2 separate regions of the Capra hircus genome follow, and region 2 is linked to region 1. Evidence: chromatin contacts called from public Hi-C data. All regions are on one chromosome and are shown on one strand. The core of a region is the stretch at or near the end of the contact, and the rest is flanking DNA. Distances in the headings are between cores, read along the strand shown. Region 1 has its middle 45 kb from the start of TMEM63B. Region 2 holds the start of VEGFA (vascular endothelial growth factor A).

Region 1 (5,588 bases), core at 1,125-3,624:
CTGGGATTTGAATTCACTCTACCCATTGGAAACACAGCTGAAGAAAATGTCCCGAGCCTTTCAGCCAGTCCGCACACAGTAATTAAAAAAAAAAAAGATTTAGCTCTACTGGGCACCTGCCTCCAACACGTGAGGTATGTTATATGCAGACTACATTGCAGACCTCAACAGCCCCATTAGATAAGGCTGTGTTCCCATTAGACAGGAAATTTAGACTTAGAGAGATCAAATTTGGGCAAGGACAAGTTATCATGTGACAAAGAACTCTCAGTCACCTTCAGCCCTTCAACTCACCCCCCCCCCAACAGGAGGTCCAGCAGGTGACCAGTGCAGTTCAAGTTCCTCTTTGCAAGGCCCTGCACCTGCCCAGCCCAGGGCCCACACAGCCCGAAGAGGCCCTATCCCATGCCTCTGAGTGGTGCGGAGGGTAGAATGAGGTGCCAACCTGGGCCATCTAGGGAAGGAAGGCGCAGCCTCCAGACCCACCAGGATCAGGGGCTCAGAAAGTGGGGAGGGTGCCCTGCAGACTCAGAAGACACCTCCAAGATGTCTGCCTGCCCTGGGCTGACATGGCCTCTCTGCACTTCCTGGCCATCCCAGGACATCTGTGTTCACCACACCACACCTTCGCCAGTGGTGTGAACAGAGCTCAGTCCTGTCCTGGATGCCCCAGGGAGTGGGGGTTGTGCAGGGGACACACGGGGAGGAGGTGACAGGCACTCCCTTGGGAGTTCCCCATCCCAGCAGAGATAAAGGTCAAAGAGCTCATTTGTGTTTCCTTGACAGTCATTTGTCTAGGGTCTCTACCAGCCTTATGGGGCCTGCCCTGGATTCAGGTACAGAGAGGTCTCAGAGTGAGAGTCTCCAAGAGGCTGAGCGCTCTCCCCGGGCACAGGTGGGACTATGTGCGCTTAGTGGTCCAGTCGTGTCGGCCTCATTGCAACCCCATGGACTGTAGCCCACCAGGCTCCTCTGTCCATGGGGATTCTCCAGGCAAGAATACTGGAGTGGCTTGCCATGCCCTCCTCCAGGGGATCTTCCCCACCCAGGGATCGAATCCAGGCCTCCCACATTGCAGGTCTGAGCCACCAGGGAAGCCCCGTGGGTCTATAGGGTTGTGAATCGAGTGCCCAAGGGACCAGAGTTTTCAGCCCTCTCTTGCCTCTCAGCCCAGGGCCCAGCGGACTGTAGAGCAGTGACCCAGAGGATGAGGAGGGCCAGAGCATCAACTCATTTCAGCACCCAGTCACCATGAAGCGCTACTGCGCGTGAAGGACGGTGCTTTTGGGGTGCATGATGAAAAAGGGGCTGGGTAGAGGTGAGATTCGCTGGAAGGCAAACAGAGTGCATTGGAGGACCCGGAGCCGCGGGAACCCCACCCCAGAGCATCCCCAACCCGGGCGCGCAGAGGAGCGGCTTGCTCCGGAGCCCGGCGCGCGCGCTCGGGGCCGGCGCCGCACGCGCACGCGTACCCGCAGCCGCTCCCCCGCCCGCGCGGCGCCGGCTCCCGCGCGCGCGCACTTGAGGCCTCCCTTGTGCGTCTCCTCCATTCGCTACGTGCAGAATGGTCCGTCGGCAGCAGCTGCAGCGCCGAGTGGGAGGGGGAGGAGGAGGGGAGGGGGAGGCGGTGCCCAGGTCTGGAGGAGGGGCCGCGGCGGGCCGGGCGGGGGGAAGCTGGGGAGAGGGGCTGGCGGGGGGACCCTGGGTGGGCGCAGCCTTCCTTACCTTCCCCCTTCCCCTCCCCCCGGTCTCCGTCGCTCCCTACTTCAAGGCCATTCCGGCCAGCCCTCTGTTTCCTGCTCAGACGTCCAGGAACCCAGCCGACCAAGAGGGGTTTTCTCCGTGTTGTCCCCTCCCCAAAACCCAGGACCCAAACCCAAGAAAGAACCAGTTTTGCTGTCCCCTCTCCCCTCTTCCCGTCCTGACCACATTCCCAGGCTTTTGTGTGAAATGACCCGACAGCAGACCCTTTCCCACTCCGCTTTGCATGATGCTGGAGTCCCTAAGAGGTGCTATAACCTCACTCTCCTCTCTCTTACCCCCCACCTGGAGGAAGGAGAAGGGATAGGATGGACGCTAGAGTCTAGTTCCCAGCATTTCCAGAAGGGGAAGCCCAGAATCTCACACGCGAACATAGGATGGCGGAAAAGTCTGGTGGCCCAGAACAGGCTGCTGCCCAGGAGCCTAACTAAGTCCATGTCAAAACGAGCTAGTGTCTGGAGGGTCCCCCCTAGACTGGCATGAATTCACCCGCATTACGGATCTGTGTCCCATACACCTGTGTGTAAAGGGCTCCCCAGGAATGTAATGGTGAGAAGCCACCAAGGGGTGGATCGTGTTTCCCTGGAGGATCCCAAACAGACCAGCTCCCTTTGCTGCCAAGAACCCAGATGTGGCCCAGACGTGCACAGCAGCCCCTCCCACGGGGTGGGACACCAGCTATTCTGTGCAGCCCCTCCCAACTCCTCCCAGGGTCAAGGGAGGAAAGCCGGCGACCTCCGGTGCCCCCTTCCCCATTCGGGCTGCTGGCAGGGTGGGGGTGGGGGGGCAATTCCATTATCCTCTCTGTCCTTTGAGGGGGCCACCTGGTTTCACGTCGGAGACAGCCACTTGGGTTTAACGTGTGGTCTAATCTCTAGCCCTCTGCCGGCAAGTTAAATCTAGATCGCCAGGAAGGAAGGTGTTCTGGGTCAGTTTCAGTTTACACAAACCGACCCATGAGCCTGGGCTTTACAGTGCCTGGATCCGGGGAAGCGGATCCGCTCCTTTTGGTCCGGCAGTCTTTTAGGAGGCGCCCTCTGCTGGCCACTGGGAAATGCAGGGAAGAACAAGAGTCGTGCAGAGGCGCTCTCGGAGGGTCTGGAGAAGGGGGACACAAGTCAGAGAAACAAACGAAAACCAGGAGCCAGTGAACAGTAGTGACTGGGCTGGCCACAAATAAGGGAGGCATGCTGAAACCTTGCTGGAGGTGGGGAGTTTTGAGCCAGCTTTCGTTGAGCAGGGAAGGGCAACCAAGCTGGCAGATGGCTCAGGACACCCCAGGGGCACCCCTGCCTGTGTGCAGAGTCCTGTCCCTGCCCTGGGTGGCTCACACCCCTGCAGAGTCTGATGACTGCCGTGCCCTGCAAGGGGGCCTACCCTCACCGTCAGCCTCTCCTGGGGTGGTGGGCTGGGAGAAACAGCCAGAGCTGGAAGGCCCAGAGCTGGAAGGCCCGAACCTTCTAGTCACCACCTGGCTCCTCAGGGCTGGCAGAGAAAGTGAACCAAGAGAGGAGTCTACAGCTGACAGATCCACCCCACATACCCAGGTCCTTGGCATGGCAGGGCTCAAGGTAGGGTACGGGCCTGAGTCACAGCCTGTCTCAGGAAGGCCAGCTTGCCAAGAGGTGAGACCTGGGTCAACAGCCCATCACCCTGCCTCTGGCCACTGGGCATCCTCCCCAACACGTCCCACACGTGGGGCCAGGGAGGTGCTAGGGCGGTGCAGGCCGTGGAAGCCACTGGGGCCTGCGCCTCAGGGCCATGGAGGGCAGGAAGAGAGGCACGAAGGGGTTCTCACTGCACAGGAAGAGATGGGTTAGAGAGAGGATGGACCCCCCTGCCGCCCCCCAGGCATCCAGAGTCTCTCCCGGTGTGGTGGGTAAGCGAGCAGCAGGTGCCACCCAGAACTGGCAGCTTCTAGAACTGCCCCGCCAGTCCTCCAGGGAGGGTCGCCCCCAAGGCCTCAGCATCCTCACAGGACTTTACACAGGTCCGACCTCGGAAGGCAGCCCAGGGCTCCCAGCCTTCCAAGGCCCCACAAAGGCCCAATTCCCAGACCACTCCCCAGAAATCAATGGCACTTGTGACTTCCTCCCCGCCACACCCCGCCCAGCTCTACTCACTGATTCATTGGCTTCCACCTTATTGGCGAGGCTCCCTTCCTGAGCAGCCAGGGTAAGAGGACTCCCAGGGTGGGGACTGAGGCCCAGGAGGGAACAGAAAGCCTGGTGCTTTAATTAGAGGTAATTGGTTAATTTACTCTGAAAGCTTGGGGGAGGGGAGGGGATAGAGTCTGTGGCCTAATAGGGCTCAGACTCAAACTGGTGAGTCTCTTTCCGGACCAGAGCTGACCAAAGCGAACCCACCCACCCAGGACATCCACTCTTCGCCCAGGTCAGAGCAAGGCCCATAGCAGACTGGGGTCGCCCTGCAGGAGAAAAAAAATAATAAAGCAGGTGCCCTGGGGTAGTGGGCAAGGCCTGCTGAAGTTAGGGAGATAGGAACTGAGGACTGGGGAGGTGCAGCGGGTTCTGGGATGGGAATCGATCCCTTTCTTCTCCTCTCCTTGTACATCCATCCCTCCCAAGATCATTGCCCCAACCCCGGCCAGGTTAGGGGCCTACCCTCCTCCTGTGGTCAGTGACCTCTCAGGCCTGCCCATCCTCAGGGGCCTGAAGGCTCACTTCACTCCCTCCAGCTTCAGAAAACCGTTCCAATCACCAAGGAATGGGACGACAGAGGGAAGACCCCTGCCAGGCCCCAGGGGGCGTGCCGCGGCCCGACGCTTCGCCTCCGGCGGCGCGGCGAGAACTCTGGCCGGCAGCCTCCCGCGCTCGGTCCGAAGCAGCTGACCCGCTGGCGGCGGGCCAGGTCGCGGCGGGGCCGGGAGGCAGCAACGTGCGGCGCGGCATGTCGCGGGCTCAGCGGCAGGGAAACGTGGGGGCGGGCCGGCGCGCCGCCCCCTACCCCCGCCCCACGCGGGCCCATTCATAAAACCCGCAGGCGCTGCCCGGACCTGGCAGCCTCCGTTCCTAATTGCAAATTCATTAAGGAGTTTGCATCTTATTTGCATGGAAATCATTTCCTGGCCCGAAACAGAGAAATTCCCCATTCCTTCGGCCCCCCCTTCTGCCCTGCTGTAGGCATCCACTGTCTGGGAGAGGAAGGGGGCCCTAGCTCTGCCCCGCGCCCCCTCCCTGGCAGCAGCAACCCCGCCCCGCCTCCGCCATCTCCCTGGTGAGGAGTGGGGGAGGGGTGAGCAGAGCACCCACCTATCTGGGACCCATGCCTGTGCCCAGGTGAACCGGCCCTGCCCCAGTGGGTCCAAGTGAGGGGAGGTGCCCGCCAAGTCATTTGCCCCCCGGCCTGGCCAGGCCCAGGGAAGGGAGGAGGCGGATGGCGGGCAGCCGCAGTAGCTGGTTGTACCTGGCAGGAGTAGGACTGGTAGGTGAGGCTGTTCGTGCCCAGCCTCACGTACTTGCCCAGCCACAGGCCATGCCCCCACCCCCACACCCCTCACCCCACAGAACAAGCACCCAGTGACTGCAGAAACAGACACACAGTCAGGGAACACAAAGGCACCCACACTGGGCCAGCCACCACGGCTGCCACCCTGGGGGGCAGCCAGATGCCTTTGTAAGCCATTTGGTCCTTTCCGGCCCCAAGCCTGTGTTGGGGGACAGGTGGCTCTCTCAGTCAGGGGGGGCTCACTTCTGTACCCCAGATACAGCCTCTTGCCCCTCCTCTCCTCCGTCTCCTATTCACACAGGTCCCCAGGTGCTGACCCTGCAGGAAGACCTGTCCAGGCAGGGATGACACAGGAGCCT
Region 2 (5,588 bases), core at 2,027-4,526, 320 kb before region 1:
CTCAGAACCCCTCCGTCTTCCTCCCAACTTCAGCGTCCTTTATTAAGCCCTCTTTAGGCCTCTCCAGGGACCAAGGGCTCTGGGATGAGAAGGGATGCGGGGGTGGGGGGGGGAGGGGGCAGGGTGATCCCTGGTGGTAAAGCTGGGGAGCCACTGTCCTGGGCTCTGCTGGCACCAGGGCAGGAATAAGGCAGATCCCTGGTAAGGTGTCCACATCTTGTGCTCTGAAGTTGCTAGACATGGACCAGGCTGGGCAAGGAGGAAGTTTAGTGACTTCGCTTCCATGACCCACGTGGCTTCTTGCAGCGTGGAGCTTTGGTGAGGAAGCCTGCTTGGGAGGGGCCCTGAGCCAGCAAATAAACATTTACTAACTGTAAAAAGACCTTGTCCCTGCTGCTGGGGAGCCTGCCAGGTGGTGGAGACGGGACTGGAGGCATGAATGATGGAGAGGGTAGGATGGGGTAGAGGCTGAGCCAGCCCCTCTGCCCATAAGGGCCTCAGGACACCACTCTGGGGAACTGCGGCACTAAGTGGGTAACCTAGCACCCCCACCAAAGCACAGCACCATGTGCTGAGACCAGGGGCTGGCTGAGTAACCTCCTTGTATTGTTTGGGTCAACTTGAGGGAAGTGGTGCATTCTAGTCTCAGCCTAGTTCCCATTCTCAGCCTGGGCCTTCACAGAGGCTGCATCAGTCCCAGGCAGGCCCAGGCCAGATCTAGATGAATAATGAGACTGGTTAGTCCCTCTCTTCTCACAGGTATCACCCCCGTGCACCCTCCTCCTCCCTGGGGGAGACTGGGAGCTGCTGGGTCCAAGCCCAACCAGGACTTTTTCCCGGCTGGTTCCTATATGCAAGGGTGGGGTGGGGGGTCTTGGGGGGCACTTAGGGAAGACATGGGAGTTGGGGAAGAGGTGAGCTTTGAAGAAACAGAGGGGACTTGGGGAAAAGGGAGGAGAGGCTGCTAGCTGCAAGAAGTAGGCAATGACTCCTGAAGGTCTGGGGGCTGCTGAGGAGAATGCCCCAGTTCTGTTCAGAAGATGAGCTGTGAGCCTGGACTGGGACTGATAGAAGCCTTGGCCTCCGGCCTGGTGGGAGCTCCGGGCAGCTGGCCTACAGACGTTCCTTAGTGCTGGTGAGTAGGTTTGAATCATCACTCGAGCCCTGGCCTCCAACCGCCCCCACCAGCCCCCTGGCCTCAGTTCCCTGGCAACATCTGGGGGAGGGGGGTGGAGAAGCAGAAACAAGGGCCTCTGTCTGCCCAGCTGCCTCTCCCTTTGGGCTCTGCCAGACTCCACAGTGCATACGTGGGCTCCAACAGGTCCTCTTCTCTCTGGGCCATTGACTAACCCCAGAACCACATGGCTTCTTGTTCTCAGCCCCACAAACATAGTGCCAAATACTTCCCCCCAGGGGAGCCTCCCTGAACACTTCCCAAAGGACCCCAGTCACCCCAGCCTGTTGGCTGCAGCTAACTCTGATGTCAGCCAGCCAGATGAGGCCGGGAGATGAGCACAGAGTCCGGATGGATACATCATGCCCTCTGTGCCCAGCACTGGGCTTTGTGCACGTGGGACCAGACGTGCCACTGTTTGAGAGGTCAGAAACGGGGGGTGGAGGGGGATGTGTCAGGGGTAATCTCCCTCAACCCTCTTCTTAAGGCCTCTTGAACTTGAGATGGGGTGTGCATCCGATAGTCACTAGGGGGCGCTCAGCCACCACAGGGAAGCTGGGTGAACTTGGGATGCAGCGTCTGCGTGAGTGAGGACGCCTGTGACTATGTGTGTTGGGGGGGGCGGGTAGTTGAGAGTGTTTGGCGAGGGGTGGAGAAGGCAGGGGTCACCCCAGGATTCCAACGGATCTGTGTGTCTCTCTTTCCACCCGTCCCTGTCCGACTCCCTCAAACCCCTGCCCCCTCCAATATTCCCAGCATAGAGAAGGGAATAGCTCTGGAGCCCTGACCGCACATAACCTCACTTTCCTGTACCCGCCCCGCAAATACCGCGCGGGCGTGTGTGTCTCCTGGCAGAGGGGGCCGATAGGTAATGTTCAGGCTGTGCGCCTTGGTGGGGATCGAGCACTCCCTTTGCTGGGGTGGGTGGGGGCCCGGGCTTCGGTCGGTGTCCCCAGGGGAAGGTAGTAGCCAGAGGCGCAGAGGGGACGGACCCAGGAGCTGAGGCTGGGTCTGGCCCCGCCCCGACACGCCCAGGGGGCGGGGCCTGCCTTCTTTTTAGTCGGCTCGTAGCGGTGAGGAGCGCAGAGGCTTGGGGCAGCCGGGCTGCGACGAGGCTGCGGCGTTGGGGGGCGAGTGGAGCCGGCGGCAGCGGCGCTCGGTCGGGAGACGCATCGAAGAGGCGGACGGACCGGCGGGGTCACCGGCCAGGGGTCTCCGCACTGGAATTTGATATTCATTTATCCAGGGTTTACCCTCCTCCTTTTTTTCTGAAACATTTTTTTTTAACCGTATTCTTTTCCGTTTTAATTTATTTTTGCTTCCCATTCCCCACTAAATCGGGCCGACCGTTTGGGGAGATTGCTCTTTTACTCCCCCCCAAAATCACTTCGGATTCTGGAAACGAGCAGAGAAGAAAGAGGGTAGCAAGAGCTCCAAAGAGAAGTGAAGGAAGAGAGAGAGACCGGGTCAGAGAGCGCGCGCTGACGAGCGAGACACGAGAGGGACAGGGGCAAAGTGAGTGACCTGTTTTTTGGGGGTGACCGCCAGAGCGCAGCGTGAGCCCTCCCCCTCGGGATCCCGCGTCGGACCAGCAGCGCTGACGGACAGACAGACAGACACCGCCCCCTGCCCCAGCGCCCACCTCCTCCCCGGCCGGCGGCCGACGGTGGACGCGGCGGCGAGCCGCGGGCAGGAGCCGGAGCCCGCGCCCGGAGGCGGGGTGGAGGGGGTCGGGGCTCGCGACGTTGCCCTGAAACTTTTCGTCCAACTTCTGGGCTGTTCTCGTTCCGGAGGAGCCGTGGTCCGTGCCGGGGCAGCCGAGCCGAGCGTCACCGGGAGAAGTGCTCGCTCGGGCCGGGAGGAGCCGCAGTCGGAGGAGGGGGAGGAGGAAGAAGAGAAGGAAGAGGAGAAGGGGCCGCGGTGGCGACTCGGCTCTCGGAAGCCGGGCTCATGGACGGGTGAGGCGGCTGTGTGCACAGACAGTGCTCCAGCCGCGCGCGCGCCCCAGGCCCTGGCCCGGGCCTCGGCTCCGGGAGGAAGAGGAGCCCGCCTGGGCGCCGAGGAGAGCGGGCCGCCCCGCAGCCCGAGCCGGAGAGGGAGCGCGAGCCGCGCCGGCCCCGGCCGGGCCTCCGAAACCATGAACTTTTTGCTCTCTTGGGTGCATTGGAGCCTTGCCTTGCTGCTCTACCTTCACCATGCCAAGGTAAGGGCTGGGGACGTGCGTGAGAGCGCGCGCGTGGGGGACTCCGTGCCCCACGCGGGTCCTTGGGCACCGGGCTCGCGGCTTCCCCTCTATCTTCGTAGGTGTAGGGGGAGGGGGCGCGCGCTAGGTGGGAGGGCACCGGGATAGAGTCTCACCGCCCACGCGGGCCCTGCCCACCCACCGGAGTCACCGCACGTACGATCTGGGCCGACCAGCGGAGGGCGGGAGCCGGAGGAGGCGGCTGAGGGGGCTGGGCTTGCGCTGCCGCCGGCGGCTGAAGTTTGCTCCCGGCCGCTGGTTCCCGACGAACTGGAAGTCTGGGCAGCTGGGGCGGGAGCTGGAGCCCTGGCGGGCAGGGATGGGGGTGCTCGGACCTTGGACCCGGGGAGGGCAGAGAGCGTGGAGGGGGCAGGGGGCAGGCGAGAGATGGGGCTTGCTGTCACTGCCGCTCGATCTCTGCGGCCCTCGCCGCGAGTTGGGGAAAAGTTTTGGGGTGGATTGCTGCTTGGGACCCCCCTCTCCGCCGGGCCACCTGCGCCGCACCAACCCCCCCGTCCCAGCTCGCGTCCCGCTCGGTGCCCGCCCTCCCCCGCCCGGCCGGGCGCGCGCGGCGCGGAGCCGATTACATCAGCCCGGGCCTGGCCGGCCGCGTGTTCCCGGAGCCGCGGCGGCCCGAGCGGGGAACCCGCGGCGGCGAGCCGCGCCCCTCCCCCCGCCGGCCCTCCGCGGGAAGGTGACCTCTCGAGGTAGCCCCACGCCGAGGACCCGGAGAACCACCCCTGTGCCTTCCCGCTGTCCCCAGCCCTTAAACCCCTCCTAGGAGGCATTTCCTCACGCCCCCTTCCCAGTTTCCTCCCCTGCTCGAATAGAAGCCCCCGCCACCCCTTTATTTTTAACTTCCTTTTGCTGAGAAGACCCACATAACCTCTCTTCAGCCCCAGACTCCGAGGAAAGAAAGATCACTGTCAGGAGTCGGGCTACCCGGCCCAGCCCGGGGCTTTGTCGAGACTCTACCGAAAGTCCCGACTCGGTGACAGTCTGCTTCCCTCCCCTCCCCCATACTTCCGAGTGAGCTGTGCTTTAGCTTTTTGGGGGGCGACCGCAGGGAGGGTTTAAAGGGTGTCCTTATTCCACTTTGCACTTTTTGGGAAAATGATTTGAAATTTGCTGTGACATGGGCAGTGTGGGACTAGCCCTCCCCGAACCTTTGGAGGGAGCTCCTGCCAGCCTTGCAAACACACTTTGTTCTGGTGAAATGGGCGTTGGAGTAGGAGCAGGTGGTTTTTGGGAACTCTAAACTTGCCCACCCAGCTTGCTTTCCCAAACCACCTGAGGGGTCCTTTTCTGCTCAGAGCGCCCTTGGAGAGGCAGAAGGAAGGAAACGGGCTGGGGTCCCTGCTGCCACCAGGAGTTCCTCAGACCCTGGCACAAAGGCCTTGGCTCCAGGCCTCCAAGGGAGGGGGGGGGAGGGGGAGGAGAGGCTGCCTGGCCACAGTGTGACCTTCAGAGGCCCCCAGAGAAGGGCACCTGGCCCCTCCCCGCCCAGAACTGCCCCTCCCAGTGCCCCCTGGCCTTGGAGGGGGTATGAAATTTCTGACCCCTTTGCTCTTTGGGGCCCAGGAGCAGTGGAGGGCATAGGAGGAATGTTGGCAGAGAGTAACAGTGGTGCCATGGAGATGGGTAAGGGGCTCAGGCAGAGACCCCTGGGCATGGAGGTCCCTGAGGGAGCTGCAGTGGCAGGCTGTCCATCTGGGATCCTGGAAACTGTTATCTGACCTTGGCCCTGGAGGCAAGGCTGGGGGTCTGGGGTGTATTGCAGCAGGGTGTGGGTAGAGAGACAGGCAGACAGACTCTCTCTCTGCAGAGTCTGCAGTTCTGTGCGCTAGAGTGCCGCTCTGCTGCTCTGGATCTGCCCCAAAGAGGGGCAGGTGGGGTGGGCAGGTGGCCACGACTGGAGACTCTCTGGAAGGGCTGGGAGAAGCCTTCGCCTGCCGGGTGCTGTCAGGTCCGCATGGTCGGGCTAGTTGACCTTCACAGCTTCTGGGGAGGGGAGGAATGATCTGGTGGGGGTGGGGAGCAACCAGAAGCCTCAGGCTTAGGGAGTGTAGGGGGCCCCCTAGGGGTTGGGCAGTGCTAAGGCATTAAAAGCTTCCCTGGTTGCCTTTGGAGGAAGGTGCCCAGCAGGTGAGAGGGACTTTGGGGACCCCCTCA

Evidence for each region. Hi-C and Micro-C count contacts between places; a contact is called where the count stands out from the background.
Region 2: a Hi-C map of blood shows a contact between it and region 1, with 4 times the contacts expected there. The contact joins the promoter of VEGFA here to the enhancer-like site in region 1. A contact is called at or near these places in 2 of 5 Hi-C or Micro-C datasets (both in blood).

The regions. Positions count from the first base shown.
Region 1 is chr23:31,235,552-31,241,139 of ARS1.2, reverse strand. No RefSeq gene overlaps it. Among named protein-coding and RNA genes, the nearest start is that of TMEM63B, 45 kb to the right of the region's middle. Within about 2 kb of position 2,374, at least 4 of the 5 cell types and tissues checked have an H3K27ac peak or open chromatin away from gene starts, as enhancers often do.
Region 2 is chr23:31,553,869-31,559,456 of ARS1.2, reverse strand. It overlaps VEGFA (vascular endothelial growth factor A), which reads left to right and starts at 3,276. Exons shown (of 7, transcript NM_001287035.1): 1 at 3,276-3,377. The coding sequence starts at 3,312.